2 separate regions of the Sus scrofa genome follow, and region 2 is linked to region 1. The links are chromatin contacts, called in public HiChIP or PLAC-seq maps. All regions are on one chromosome and are shown on one strand. The core of a region is the stretch at or near the end of the contact, and the rest is flanking DNA. Distances in the headings are between cores, read along the strand shown.

The links. HiChIP or PLAC-seq counts read pairs in DNA pulled down with a chosen protein or histone mark.
Region 2: a contact with region 1 is called in an H3K27ac HiChIP or PLAC-seq map of alveolar macrophages. The contact joins two enhancer-like sites. A contact is called at or near these places in 8 of 47 Hi-C or Micro-C datasets (alveolar macrophages, blood, omental adipose tissue and 3 more) and 1 of 2 datasets of contacts at active chromatin or transcription factors (alveolar macrophages).

The regions. Positions count from the first base shown.
Region 1 is chr13:82,029,843-82,037,511 of Sscrofa11.1, reverse strand. PXYLP1 (2-phosphoxylose phosphatase 1) reads right to left here. Exons shown (of 7, transcript XM_013982091.2): 6 at 26-165. Among named protein-coding and RNA genes, the nearest start is that of PXYLP1, 82 kb to the right of the region's middle. Within about 2 kb of position 4,546, at least 5 of the 83 cell types and tissues checked have an H3K27ac peak or open chromatin away from gene starts, as enhancers often do. A contact at or near this core is called in alveolar macrophages, where this site is marked.
Region 2 is chr13:82,299,556-82,307,224 of Sscrofa11.1, reverse strand. RASA2 (ras GTPase-activating protein 2) reads right to left here. Exons shown (of 24, transcript XM_021069545.1): 7 at 6,572-6,644; 8 at 2,738-2,814; 9 at 550-651. Among named protein-coding and RNA genes, the nearest start is that of RASA2, 73 kb to the right of the region's middle. Within about 2 kb of position 3,579, at least 3 of the 83 cell types and tissues checked have an H3K27ac peak or open chromatin away from gene starts, as enhancers often do. A contact at or near this core is called in alveolar macrophages, where this site is marked.

The DNA.
Region 1 (7,669 bases), core at 3,297-5,796:
AGCAGGGGCATGGCATTGCACGTACCTGTCTGCGTGAGCTCTCCCATCTCACACAGCGGGTGACTGGGGTAAAGAGGCAGTGAGTGCAAGGGGCTTTCGAGAGAGGCTCCAGATCCTTTGGCCATGTGACTAACGAAAGCCTCCAGTTTGGGGTGATACGGTTTCCTAAAGAGACGACACGGAGAATTAGTGGTCAGCGTGCTCCAAAGCCGTCCATAACAGTTTCAGCTTCAGCCAGTACGACCCCAAGTAAGTACAATCCAACTTCATGATTGCTCAACCACTGACCCCTACATGTGAAATCCCTACCATGCAGGGCTGGCCCGAGCCCCTGCCCTCTTCCCCAGCCCTTGCCGCTCCTGTCTTCTTCTCCAGGAGGCCACTGACCCCCTCCAGGCAGCCAAGCCTAGCTAGGCTAGGGGATCTCTCTGACCCCTGGCCCTGCACATGTGCCCTCCTGGGCTTTCCTGCCCCTCTCTCCTGCATCCCTGCATCTCTGGGCAGGTTCTGGCTCAGGCAGCTTTTGTCTGGATGGCATGGGTGCTCCCTGTCTGCCTGCTGGCTAACCTTGCCTTCTCCACGGCCAGGGAGATCTACATAAAAGGCAACCCCGACTGTCACTGCCTTTCCACAGTGCTACCTTCCCAAGGAGCCACACACAACTGGCAGTCTATTCTGGCCCCACCTCACTCGGAGGCCCAGGACTCCCTAACGCTGCACTCTGGCCACACGCAATATCCACCTCTGTGGTCCAGCACACCTGTTCTTTTGTGCTTCCAAGATGTTCCACATGCTGCCTCTTCCTCCTAGAAAACCCAGCCCAGCCTTCACAGGGATAACCCTTAATCTTTAACTGATGTGACCCCCTGGAAATCTCCTGAGAAGAAAGTAAACTGATTAAGATAACCCAGATCTCTATAACTCACTATACATTTTGCACATAGGTATTTCATTGCCTGTGTGGTGGTAATGAATAGTGAAAAAACAGGTTATTTATGTGATCTGACATTATTTGTATTTCTGCCATGAAGCACACATGGTGAATCGAGATTTATCCTTTTTGTCACTAATACACAATTTCCCTGAAAAATGAAATGACCTATGAATATATACGCATTTTCTCTGAATAATGAAATGACCTATCAATATACACACCTTTTCACTGAATAATGAAATGGCCTATAAATGTTTACACATTTTCCATCTGAATAGAGGTAGATAGATAGAGCAGTTCCCAACTAAACTAAATCAGCATGAAAAGAAGCAAAGATAAATTGTTTAATGGCAGACCCCTGCTGTCTGAAAGCCTAATTAACTGTGGCAATGCTTTTAGAATGGCTGCCAAAATAGATTTATTATCTTTCAAAATACATAAAGCTAAAAAAAATTCCATTAAAAATATGTTTTAAAATTAGAGAATGCTAATCCTGTCATGCAGTGGAGTCCAATAAATCACCCTGGATTGCTGTAGGACATTATGGCTTTCCATAAAAACAGAGGGGATGTTATTTTTCCTGAAGCTAAAATACATAAATATCTGCAAACTGGGAAATAAAATGTCCAGACTGATAATGAGGCTGCCAAAACAAATCCACATAAACAAAGGCTATCCATCAACGGGAGTCAAATGTTCTGCTCCAGGCCATTATTTCAGGTTGGTGATTTCTGAGGATCTGAGAAAGCTTTGCTGCCAATTTTAGAAATGAAATTTCACTACTGAGAATATTTGCTGTGATGTCCTAGGTTTTCAGGGCATCCGACTGCTTAAGGATGCATTACTATCTAACTGTATTCATGGGAACTTGTTTTTGATATGGAAAGATGAAGATTTATCTTCTATCTCTTCACTTATGGTAGAGATCACAAATGACTGGGTCTTTTGTACAGGAAGAAGATCAGGTAACCTGACTCAGGGAGCCTCTCTTGGATCTGAATGACCAGGTCCTGCCGCTATCTCTGGAGCTGAGAGGGCACCTACCTAGCATGTGGCAGAGACCCCCAAAACACATGTGAATGAATCCCACTGTGAAGTACCCCATCCTTAGATGCTCCATGTAAAGTTCATGCCTTCTATAGTTTGCAGTAATGAATATGGCAAGTTCCAACTGTGTTTATTAAAAGAGTCAGATTTTGATGTAAATATTAAAAATAAAGGCCAGGTGGAGTTCCGGTTGTGGGTTACCACTAACAAACCCGACTAAGTATCCATGAAGATGCGGATTCAATCCCTGGCCTCGCTCAGTGGGTTAAGGATCGGTCATTGCCATGAGCTGTGGTACAGTTCACAGACAGGCTTGGAGCCCACGTGGCTGTGGCTGTGGCGTAGGCCAGCAGCTGCAGCTCTGACTAGACCCCTAGCCCAGGAACTTCCAAATGCTGCACGTCTGGCCCTAAAAAGCAAAATAAGTAAAGGCCAAGAGTTCCTGCTGTGGCACAATGGGATTGCTGGTGTCTCTGCAGAACCAGGACACAGGTTCGATCCCTGGCCCAGCACAGTGGGTTAAAAGGATGCAGTGTTGCTACTGCTGCAGTGTAGGTTGCAACTGTGGCTCAGATTCAGTCTCTGGCCTGAGAACTTCATGTGCTGCGGGGTGGCCAATAAATAAATAAATAAATGCCACCGAGAGTGAAACTATTACTTGTGAACCTCTTTGACCAAACTTTAGTCTCCTCTGAACCCTCTTCGGAACAAGGCCTTAACCTTTGGACTTTCATGGTCTTTGTTTTTTTTCGCGTCTTTTTTTTTTTTTTTTGTCCTCTTAGGGCTGCACCGGTGGCATATGGAGATTCCCAGGCTAGGGGTCTAATCCGAGCTACAGCTGCCAGCCTACGCCACAGCCATAGCAACGCCAGGTCCTTAACCCACTGAGCGAGGCCAGGGTTCGAACCTGCAACCTCATGGTTCCTAGTTGATTCGTTTCCACTGTGCCACTAGGGGAAATCCTGGACTTTCATGGTCTTTGGATTTATGTATATCTTTGCATATCCCAGTTTTAGCAAAAATCCTGCTAAGTCAGTTTAACCAGACTCTCCCACTCTTGATATTTGACCAGATCCCTGAACTTCCCACCCCCATGGTATCTGATCACCCTAGTCTGCCTTCAGCAAGATGCCTGTGGAGTCAGTTTAGCCAGAACCCCTCACCCCTGATATCTCCTCTGAGTAATTCTCCATCCATTGACCACCCCCCCACACCCTGCTCCTTGGCTGTAAGGCCCCATTTGTTCATTCTGCATTTGGAATTGAGCCCAATTCTACCCCTACTGTTTTTACTGCTTTGTCTACTGTCTGGCTCTGGTTTTTCTTCAACAGTTATACACTAAAATCTATTCTTCTCTTCTTGGGAACTTGGTTAGATCCCATTTCTGAGGTCCTGGTTCAGGGGGCCATGTGACTAAGTATTCACTAATGGAATGGAAGGATGTTAGGCTTTCAGATCATGGACATGCCCCCTCCACACTCTCTTCCTTCCCTCTGGCCACTGCTCAGGCACAGCTGCAACCAAGGTTCAGTCACATAGACATCCCTAGGGCATGGTGGAAACAACCTGGAAAGAACCCGGGACCCTGAATGACCAGGTGGAACCAAGTCATACAACCTGGAACACTCATTCAGACCTTCATGCAAGGAAGAGATAAACCTCTGTAATCCAAGGCAATGCATCCTTGGCTCTCTTTATTATAACAGCATGCAGCCTGGCCTTACCCTAACTAACACAGAAATGATTATGAGTTTTCTTCAGGAAAAACCCATGTATTCGCCTTGGAATTCTACTTTCATTTTGGAAATTGAAAGAACCAGCAGTGCTACTACCTTAGGCCTTCAAACAATTCACTGCAGAGCTCTTATTTACATTTCTATATGCATTTTATTTACATTTTTTATACCCATTTATGCCACAAAGTTTGGGACAGAAGGCTAATCTACACGCCTATAAGAAAACATTGTGCTTTGGTCACAATCAAAGCAACTACTGAATTCTGCACAGAACACTGAAACAAGCCGAGAAGAGGTATAAGACTAGTGACCCTGGGAATTCCTGTCTTGGAGCAGCGGAAACAAATCTGACTAGGAACCATGAGGTTGTGGGTTCAATCCCTGGCCTTGCCCAGTGGGTTGGGGATCTGGCATTGCTGTGAGCTGTGGTGTAGGTCACAGATGAGGCTCCGATCTGATGTGGCTGTGGCTGTGGCTATGGTGTAGGCCGGCAGCTGTAGCTCCAATTAGTCCCCTAGACTGGGAGCCTTCAAATGCCACCGGTGCGGCCCTAAAAAAATAGCAAAAGACTAGTGACACTTTTATCAGAAAAAAGTTTAAAAACTTTATGTGACTGGACACTGGAATAAGTTTTTACCATTTACGTTAATTCAAGAATGTATTATATTTTTATAAACAAAAAAGATAATATACTTTCTTTAGTCTTTAGGTTCCTAGTTTTTTTTTTTTTGCTCTATTTGACGTGATTACCCGCCTTCCTTCCCCTTCCTGAAACCCTCCTGCCTTCTTCCTCTTTGCAAATTCACCATCTCCTCCTGGGCCCCTCCTTTCTCTCTGGGCTATAACTGGTTGCGGCTCTCATAGGACTGTTTCTGGCCCTTCCCTCGCTCCACAGGCTATGTGTGTGTGTTACTATGCAAGCCTCAGCTTCACCTGCCATCTACATACATGCTGAACTGTCAAATCAACCTCTGTCTCACAGCAAGACCATGTTCCTGAGCCCCACAGCTACACAGAGGCAGCTTCCCCTACAAAGACGTTGAGAGTCATGGAAGGCGTCCCTGTGAAGGGAAACAGCAGGGCGTCTGGCTATACTGATTCTGCTTCTTGCAAACCCCCACCCTTGCTGGCCCAGACAGGCTCCTTCACAAGGCAGGCAGGAGTCATGGGCACACTTCAGGACATACAGCCTTCAAAGAGGCCACAATTTATGAAGCCTCGTGAGGCTGAACTGGCACCTGCGAAGGCAGCAGGCATAGCTGGTGACCCAAATCCCACAGTCACAGGAGATTCAGAGGCCCAAAGTGGGTCCCCTTTGCTGGGAGTCCTGTTCACTCTTACCCAGAAATGTGTGCTTATAGTGACAAGTCAACTTCGATTGTTTTTAAAGCTGGAATTCATTAAATGCCATTAATTAATTAAACATGCATACCCCACCCATTTTCTATAAAGGCCTGAAAGTAGCTTCTAAAAATACAGAACGCTGAATAACACAGAACTAGGCCAAAAGATCAAGGCGAAGGGAAATGAGGACAGAGGTGGCCAGAGCAGCTGGTCCCCAGGACATTCGCCCCTCAAGTGGGAGTTCCAGAAACAGGGCCCTGCCATTGCTGGGGCAGAACAGCGGCCCTGGGAGCTGGCCTGGCTTTATGACCACAACTGAGAGAGGAAGAGTCTGGGCCTGGAAGACTCCAGGCTGTGGTGATAAATAAAACACCACTTATCAAGTTTTCAGTGGAGATCAGGCTCAGAGCTTTACCCCATCACCTTAGTTGGATTTCAGAGGGATATTTTAGGGAAGTATTACTATCCCCTGCTCCAGAACAAAACACTGAGGCTCAGAGAGGTGAAGGGATTTGCCTTCCATCAAATAGGTGACCACGGCTTTAGACGATTTCACCGCTGAGGTTCAAATCTACTACAATAGATACACAAAGCAATGATGACCTGTGATTCTCACTGAGGTCCTGAGTTCATTCTGCAATGGACCCAGTCCAACAACGATTACATGTGGGCTCGGGCTGGGCACAGTGATACAGGAAGGAGTGAGACTCGGTGCCCTGAGAGCTGGTGGTGAGTGGAGGGAAGAGAGAACGATGCCGGGCAGACAAGCTGCAGAGTACCCCAGGGATGGCTGTGAGCTGCCCAGTGGCCCCACCCCATGGGTCCCGTCCCTGGGAACAACTAAGTGGCCTCCAGAGGCCTCCTGGTGCCCAGGTGCCTGCCAGCAACCACTGACTGGTCTAGGGACAGACCCATTCTCACACCTGGGAATCTGAAGTCCAACAAGAGAAAGGGGGGCAGAAGCTGTGAGCTGCCTGGGCTGAAGCATGGTACCACCCACAGAGTTCTGAGGCTGCCCTATGTCCGGCCAGCTCAGAGGCCTAGTAGTCCAGCCAGGTCACTGTTCAAAGGGCAGATATCCAGTGAGCAATGGCAGGGCTGTGCCAGTTGTTAACACGCTAATGCTCTGCTGTGCCCGGTGGAGCAAAGCCACTTCCCTGAGCTGCCCTCCCTTCATCCCACCCTGTGCTCTCCCGCCACTCTGGATGCTCTAGCCCAGAAACTAAAGGCTGCAAGCACACCACCAGCACAGCACCTTTCCCCTAGTCCTAAAGCCAGCTGAGGTCTGGTCATTAAATATTTTGTCCTGGGATCCTTCCCATATACCCTGCTTTTCGGGTTGAGTGAGGTGGTGGCAGTGCCAAATATAAGCAGAGGATCCCTCCTAACACACAGGGAGTTTCCTAGGAGGGGTTCTATCTCAGGAGGCCTGGAGGGATCTAGAGGAGGGGGCCAGCAAGCCAAACGGCAGGTGCAAAGGCCTAAAGGGGGAAGGGCTGGCAGGCAGTGGTTGGCAGGGGCAGAGGGTTCCAGCAGAAAGGCTGGTAGAGAGGGCTGGAGATGAGGAAGAGAGCCAGCGTCTGTGCAGGTTGGACTCGACCTAGGGTGTTTTCCAGCCCTTGGAACAAGAGGACATGCATCCATGATTGCTGAACATAGAAAAATAAGGCTGTCAACTTCGTGACCTCCAGCAGGAAATGAAAGGCTAGAGTCACACGGTATTTCATGATGTTTTTACATAAAATGATTCACTTCATCTTCCCCAGGATATTAGACAATAAGAAGGCTGAGATGCAAAAGATGAACCTGGAACTCCTGGGTCCACACCACAGCCCACTGTAAACTGACAGCCAGACTGCAGGGAGGCAATGCATAGTTCCAGCAGGCTGGCACCACCTGGGGCAAGGTGGCACTCAAGGCACCCCATCAAAATAATGTCTTCCCCACCGAGCACTTCCCCCCGTTTCCTCTCCTCATTAGTAAATGCTACTTGGGGTGTTACGTGCCTCCAAACCATTTGCTGAGGCCTGGCCCATCACTTTATTGCTAACTGTGCCTCTCATTTTATAAAGAGCCTTGCCATTTCCACATGCACACTTTCTTTTCTCTTTCCAAGTATTTTTCATCCAAAGGCCTCTCAACTGAGAACAGGCTGTCTCTACTCCCATGAAGAATGAAAAGGCAGAAGGAATGTCTTCCATGTGTGTGGCTTTGCAACTGGTAACGTGCATCCTCCTCTCATCCCACCTACTCCTCACCCCAACCCCACACGGTCAGCATCGTCACCCCCATTTTACAGACAGAAGACTGAGGCTTAGTGAGACTAAGGGTCTTAGCTGCTACTCTAAACGGAATGGCCAAGGGGTCCCAGGACTCCTAACCCAGTGCTCACTGCACCATGTCCCAGATGTTTCTCACCCTGAAGAACAGCTGGGTGGGAGCCTGCAGACAACAGACTGGCCTGGGCTCAAATCCCAGTTTATCTGCTGTGTGGCCTTAAAAAAGGTGTCCTCACCTCTCTGGGCTTCTGTCCTCTCAAGTGTGAAATGGGATTAACCTGCAGAATGGTTCTGAAGATCATATTCCTGGCCAACAGCCCTCACTGTCA
Region 2 (7,669 bases), core at 2,330-4,829, 270 kb before region 1:
ATTTTCTTTAGAGTTAAGATTAAGTTTTTTTTCTTTCTTTCTTGTCTTTTTTTTTTTTTTGTCTTTTTGCCTTTTCTGGGGCTGCTCCTGCGGCATGTGGAGATTCCCAGGCTAGGGGTCTAATCAGAGCCACAGCAACCTGGGATCTGAGCTGCGTCTGCAACCTACACCACAGCTCACGGCAATGCTGGATCCTTAAACCACCGAGCAAGACCAGGGATCGAACCTGCAACCTCATGGTTCCTAGTCAGATTCGTTAACCACTGCACCATGACGGGAACTCCAAGATTAAGTTTTCAGTGGAAAAAATATTCCTAGATAATTCAGTTCTTTTATCTCAGTACCAGAGAACAGGTCATAAAACTAATATAATTGTACTTATATTTCTGCAACAATAAATTAATGATCAAATCAATTAATGTTAATGACTTCGGGCTTATTCCATGAAAAATTTTAAATATGCTTATAGTAATAAGCATTTATGTGCATATACAGTGCATTAAAGAGGATGACCTGCCATGTAGTTCACTACAATGCTTGTCTTCTTACCAGGCTTGATGAGAGGAATCATTTCTTAACACGTTCACAGGGACCTTAATCTCACCTAGGAAAACATCTTGGACCAGGTTTCCATTGTTCCACAAGTCGATCCTGAAAATTTAAAACTAGTTTTACTTTTTGAAAACAATGTGTAGGAGAACACACACAGACAAATGGCTTCAAATTACTATGATTCTTATTATATCACTAATTTTAGGGTTCTGGGTACTTTGACATAAGTGTCTTTGCCACAGACATCTTTGCCTCAAGCATTTTTGCCACAAACATTTTCACCACATAACTAATTAGTCATAAGGCAATTTTTGTCATAAATGATAAAAAGTAAAAGACATTAAAAAAGACACAAGTACCTAAAACATGAAAAATGAATAATAACTAAAAGACTTCACTGCAAAATACAAAATGTTTGAATACATTCAAAATGTATGTAGATTCACGGCAATACGGTACAAATAAATGATTTTATTTTCTGGGCTATACCTAAGCACTTGTCCTCCAAGTCTTTCATTCACAGTATTTAACACATTGTTTTTGCTTGTTGATTTGTCTCCTTATTTGGCATTGTACTTTTTTGCTATAATTTCTTCCTTCCTTAGGAGAGGTATAAGTTTCTAAACACTAGGATGCATATTTGTTTCTGAGCTTCGTATTGCTTCTTAGCATACTGTCACATGTCTATTGATAGATGTTTCAAAATTCTGTGGAAAACATGGGTTCAACTCTGTGCCTTTGTGGCCCTCAGACTATTTCTCCTCCAACATGGTGTATTTCAAAATAAGAAACTCTCAGGGAAAATCATCGTCATCTATCAGCTCGATAAAGCTATCGATAACGTCACCAACTGGAACAAATGCCAACACATTTCAACCAGTTGAAACCAAACTGTCAGACAGTTATTTTATCTTTCACAGCAAATTTGACTTATAGCCAATTAGTTCTGCAGCTAAAATGTTTGTGGCAGAAATATCTATAGCAAAGATGCTCATGGCAAAGACACTAAATGGCCTAAGTACCAGACACATAATCTTACATGCTTAAAAATAAGAGAGTTAGCACTGTCATATACCTATCTAAAATAAGAAAGCAGAATACTGCAGTAGATTTTACTTAAAAGCACAGAAAGTACATAATTATCTTAATCTAAAAGAAAGCACTTAAGTTTCTTAGTTTCAAAGTCTAGGCTTTATTTCAACCTATAGCAATAAGGATTATACAGTTACTTTTTTGAATTTGAGAAAAGAAACCAACACAAGACTACAGTTTCTTTCTCAATTAAAACCAGTTAATATGTAAAAACTGGTGATTTAGACAAATACATTACCTGATCATTCCAAACATGTGATTAATACATCCTTTAGATGAACACACTGTTAACACCACACCTATACATGCATTTACAAAACTTTCCCCCTCCCAAAAAGCATAGATATTTAAGACCTAGGAAATAACGCAAACTTCAAACACATGCACCTGTTGAATTATCTTACAAGACTTCTTACCTCACTGAAATTTCTGTTAGACAGCAGATATGTTAAGAAGAATAAAAAAATTATTTCTAAATTGGCTAATATATACTTTTCTATATATACTTTGCATCCATTATGCTATGATTTCGAAATTTAAGAGCAATTAAATTTGGGGAAAACTGAAAATATAATAGGTGGAAGTTAGATCATTTGTGGTTTTTTATGTTTTGTTTTTTTTCTCTTTGGGGCCACACCTGAGGCATATGGAAGTTCCCAGGCGTGGAATAGGAGCTGTAGCTGCCAGAGTATGCCACAGCCACAGCAATGGCAGATCTGAGCCGCATCTGCAACCTATGCCATGGCTTGCAGCAATGCCGGACCCTTAACCCATGGAGCTAATCCAATCAAACCTTCATCTTCATGGATACTAGTCAGGTTTTTAACCTGCTGAGCCACAATGGGAACTCCTGGTCATTTTGTTTTTAAAATAAATACACCTTGACTATTTCTGCAAAGAAATCAGAATTTGAAGATAATCTGGATTTAAAATTAGATGCATGTTCCTCTAAGTTTGTTTTTTTCCCTTGTAAGTTTCATTGATCAACTTGCTAAAAAGAATTCTGTTATGCTTGATTCACCTTTTTCAGTTAAATTTAGGATTTTCTTTTGGCACAGAAAAATTTAATTCTGTAAAACCCCAAAACACATACCTAATCTCCAGCTTTTCAATGTCCTCCTCTTCTACCTGGAACTGGGACTTTCTGGTATAACTACTGGATCTTGTTACCTATAAACAAAATATTTTAATATAAGAATTTTAAAATACCTTTTCACTACCTGAACTTTACAAAACTACCAGTCCTAAAAGGTTCAACAGCGTTTATTAAAAACAAAGGAAAATGCCTAAGTAATATTTTACTCAAAAGCTAAATACAAGAATAGCTATGGAAGTAGCAGAGAGGTAAGGTGGTGTAAAACTATCAAAATCAATCTTGCCTCCATACCCTTCCTTATCAGTTTGATACACAGCAACACTGGGTTCTCTGGCTTGCATGTAATCTGTCGGTGACTCAGAGTAAAAGCATTCTATTTCAGTGAAGACTTTCCCACATTTCTTAAGATGCCAATGCCACCCTCACACTTCCTTCTCACATTTTTACCGAAAGTATCAAGGCCACCGCAGGAACTTCCTCAACTACTGTCCACCTGAGCACGTCTGTTCTCACCTAGCCCTGTCGTTACTTGATGAGTTTTCTCATCCTCTTCTGAACAAGAGCATGAGATGATCCTCCTCTTTTCTAAGACTGCTCCACCCACACACAGGATGCAGTAAGCATACAGTAAGCATTCAATCTATTTTAATTACAGCTTTCTTTACCAGACTGTTCACCTCACTCGAGTCTGAGAAAAATTCTCCCCTTAAATTACGGTCTTCCTATCTCTTTCCTTTCACAGACAAATATCTCAAAACTGTTATCCATCCTTACAGCCTCCACTTCCTCACCACCCACTCACTACAGAAACTCCTTACAATCTGGCTTCCTCACACATCACCCTCCTAAAACCCTCTCTTAATCACCAAGTCTGATGATGAATTCTTAGTTCTCACCTTCCTTGACCCCTTTATCTGAATGAGTGACCATAGAGTCATACTCCCTTTTCCCCAAGATACCCTTTTCCTGCGTTTACAGAGGCACTATCCTGGCTACTTCCGCTCCCTTTGCTTCTTTCTCTGGTACCTCTTCTTCCTCGAAACTTAGAGATATGGGTGTTCTCCAGGTTTTATCTTTCATTTTGCTCTAAGAGCTGCACAGTGCTGTGCAGTTTACAAAGTGCTTTCACGTCCATTATCTCCTGTGTTCATCAGAACACTGCTCTGAAGCAGGCAGGGCTAGATTTATTACCCTCATCTTGAAAATGAGGAAGCTAAAGTACAGAAATTAAGAGACATACTCAAAGCTGAATACTTAATATGTGGCAAAACTGAGCTTCTTTACTTTTCTTCTTTATTATATACCTCTGCTCCCTGGCTTTTTCTTGACTCTCTGCAAGCAATTCTTGATTCTTTATCTATAACCATCACGCATCCTAGTTATGAACTTCCTATGGGAAGACTTTACATGTCAAACCTCAAGCTCATTATGCCCCAAACTGAACCACTTATGTTTTCCTTCTTAACTTTTCTATTTTTCCAGATTTGAAATCATGAGAACATTTGACTTCTTTTACCTTTTCTGCTATAACTGATTTGTTACCTTGCCATTTGCAGTTTCTTTCTCATTCGTTTCTTCCTATTTCCATATTATTCTCTTAGATCAGACCCCTGCCTCCCTCTTGCTTTTTCCTTTCTTTTTACCCCCCTTTTTACAGCCATACTTGTGGCATATGGACGTTCCCAGGCTAGGAGTCAAATTGGAGCTGCAGCTGCCGGCCTACACTACAGCCACAGCAACAATGGATCCCAGCTGAGTTTGCAACCTACCACAGCTCACGGCAACGTCAGATCCTTAACCCACCAAGTGAAGCCAGGGATCAAACCTGAGTCCTCATGGATACTAGTCAGGTTTGTTACCGCTGAACCAAGACAGGAACTCCGCTTTTTCCTTTTTTTAAAAAACACCTAAACTACAATATTCTCTTGATCTCTGTTCTCTCTCTCTCAGCCATCTAGCCCACAGACCATGGTTAATTCTTCCCAAAACACTGCATTACTCTTATTACCTCCCAGCTAAAAAACATTCAGTGGGTAACATGGCACGTCAGCTTGGCTTTCAAGGCCTTTCATTAGTTGGTCCTACTTTATCTTTTCAAGCTCAGTTCCATCACTCCTTTTTAGTCAAATCACTACTTGCTACTCTTTGGACATAACTGCTTTTCCGACTCTATGTCTCTGCTCAAAATGTTCCTTCTCTAATACTCTTTCCTTTGGCTCCACTCAGCAGGAGCAGAGCTCTCCAAAATCTACTACTGCGTTTTTCTGCTGCATGTATGTATGCATGTGCATGCACTGGGTCTCTTGCTCTAGCTAGAGATCAGAGGTTGAACTTTATAATCAACTCAACAAAGGGCCCTTTGAATGAATGTTTCAAGGCCTAACAGGTATGCATGCATATAGCAAACAGGTCAGGCCTTGACTTTCAGAGGACCATCTGCTTGCTGCTGCAAGTTGTCCCTTTTCTGTTTTCTCCAGGTTAGATGTAACAGCCATTTTAAAATATAGAACAACTGAACTAAGTAAGTCCTTAGCCAGGAAATGGAAAGGTCTCACATTGGTACATTTTCCTTTGCTTTTCTTTCTCCCTTGCTTCCACCCCCAACAATTCTTCCTACTTCAATTTTGGCATTCTCAGCGGTGTTCCTTTATTAAATTACAGTAATCAGAAGTTCTGTTGTGCCACAGAGGAAACAAATCCAAATAGGATTCATAAGGATGTAGGTTCGATCCCTGGCCTCACTGAGTGGGTCATGGATCCGGCTTTGCTGTGAGTTGTGGTACTGGTCGCATATGCAGCTTGGATCCCACATTGCCATGGCTGTGATGCAGGCTGGCAGCTGTAGCTCCAATTTGACCCCTAGCCTGGGAACTGCCACTGCCATATGCCACAGATAGGGCCCTAAAAAGCAAAAAAAAAAAAAAAAAAAGCGCAGTAATCAGGCATGGCTAGATGCACCCTCACTCTCTTCACTTTGAAATATAAAGAAAAACACACAAGGAAAAACACGAAACGTAACTTTTTCAAATCTTCCCTACATGTCAAATCTCAAATGCAACATATTCTATGGTTAGAACACAATCTAGAATACAGCACTTGATTATTTTTGTTTTTTTCCTGTAGTTTTCAAATAATATGAAAAAGGATTTCTTTAACAAATGTTCCACATAAAGAACTCAAAAACCCTATATCTGGAGCAACTTCAAGGCAGCTCAAGTTCTCTATGAAAACAAGCATGTGTCCATCAAGCAATTTATCTAAAAAGAACTTAATAGTAAGGCCTTAATCATACAGTACTTTATAGTCTCAAAGAACCGTCACATTTGAACCTCATTAAAACTCTATGAGTTAGGAAGGACTGCTACTGTTTTCTCTTACAAAATTTTCCTTTCACAGGATGAGAAATTTGAGTCTCCTATGTAGTGATTTGTTCAAACACAACTGGGACTAGAGCTCAGATCTACCAAGTGATAATGTACTTATTTCACTAGCGGTTTTCAAAGAGTATTGTGCAGAAGAGTCCTAGTGTCACTGCACATGCAGACAGGCTGGATCAGATGAGAGTGTATGTGAAAGGGTGTGATACTGATGATGAGTGAAGAGTGGATGTGGTCCTAGACCTCTCCATCCTGAAATCAATCAGAGCTCTGCCATTGTTTTATGCACTAGGCCTCCGCTGTCTTAAACCATGATTCTATTGCTTTCGGGAAAGAGATGCTTAGTTGCATTAGATGATAAAATTATGACCATGGCCCAAATTTGAAAAAATAAGTAAATCAGCATTCAATATTCAATATTTCATGTTAACATTTAAATAAAACAAAAAGTTACCTCAAAATAAAAGATTTCATTAAACTGCGGGTTGCTTGTTTTCTTCTTTACTTTTGTCTTCTTTTGGTCATTCCTGTTCCAATGTGGTAGAGTTTTACCTTGTAGAACTTAATAGTACACAATTATAAAACATGCTATTTCCAACCAGGGAGCTGACCTCTGTTTAACTGTTAAGACGACTCAGGGAAGACTGTAGCTTTCAATATTACTTGAGGAAAAAAATAACCTGAGTGCTCTAAACACTTAAACCAAAGAATACAAGTTTTGTATATCTGATGTATGCCAAGATTTTATTATTCTTGCCACAGCTATACTGCCAAGTTTACTTCAAGGGTTTTTAAATAACACATTCCATTACATAAGCAACTTAAAATAAATGGTAAAAGGAAGACAATGAAATTCAGAGTACCTTTATCTATGCTGAAAAATGCCCAAGGAACACGAAAAGCATTCTTAACTCAGTTTACTTCTTGGGATTCGGCTATAATGTGGCTTTTTAAAAACAACTTTTTATTTTGAAATAATTGCAGATTCAGAGGAGGATGCAAAGAAATGTACAGGGAAGTCCCATGTAGCCCTTCCTCAGCCTCCCCCAATGATAACATCCTATACCACACAGTACAATATCAAAACCAATGGTGACTTTTTAAAAACTAATTCATATGCCAGATAGTTTCTATCTGTACATTACTAAATAATTACACTAAAGAATTTGTCAGGTACAGCTTATATACAAGAACAAAAACCAAAAACAGCTCCACTGGATTAAACACTTTTAACATACAAAACTAAATCCATCTGACAGCATGTTATAGGACTGAGTATCTGCTTTTAAATTTAAAATCATCTATAATAATAATAGACACTATTGTTTGAGAACCTAGTAAGTATCAGGCATGGTGCTAGTACTTTACATAAACAGGGGAGACAAAAACATTTTTCAAAGTGACTTACTGGTGATTTTCTACAAAATAAGAATACATAGAGAGGTTGGGGTTGGGAAGAAGCAGTGTCTGTGTGTGTGTATTTCTGTAGAGGGAACATTATACTCATTGTTTCCTGATTCTAAACCTTCAAGTTGTAGACCAATTTCAGACT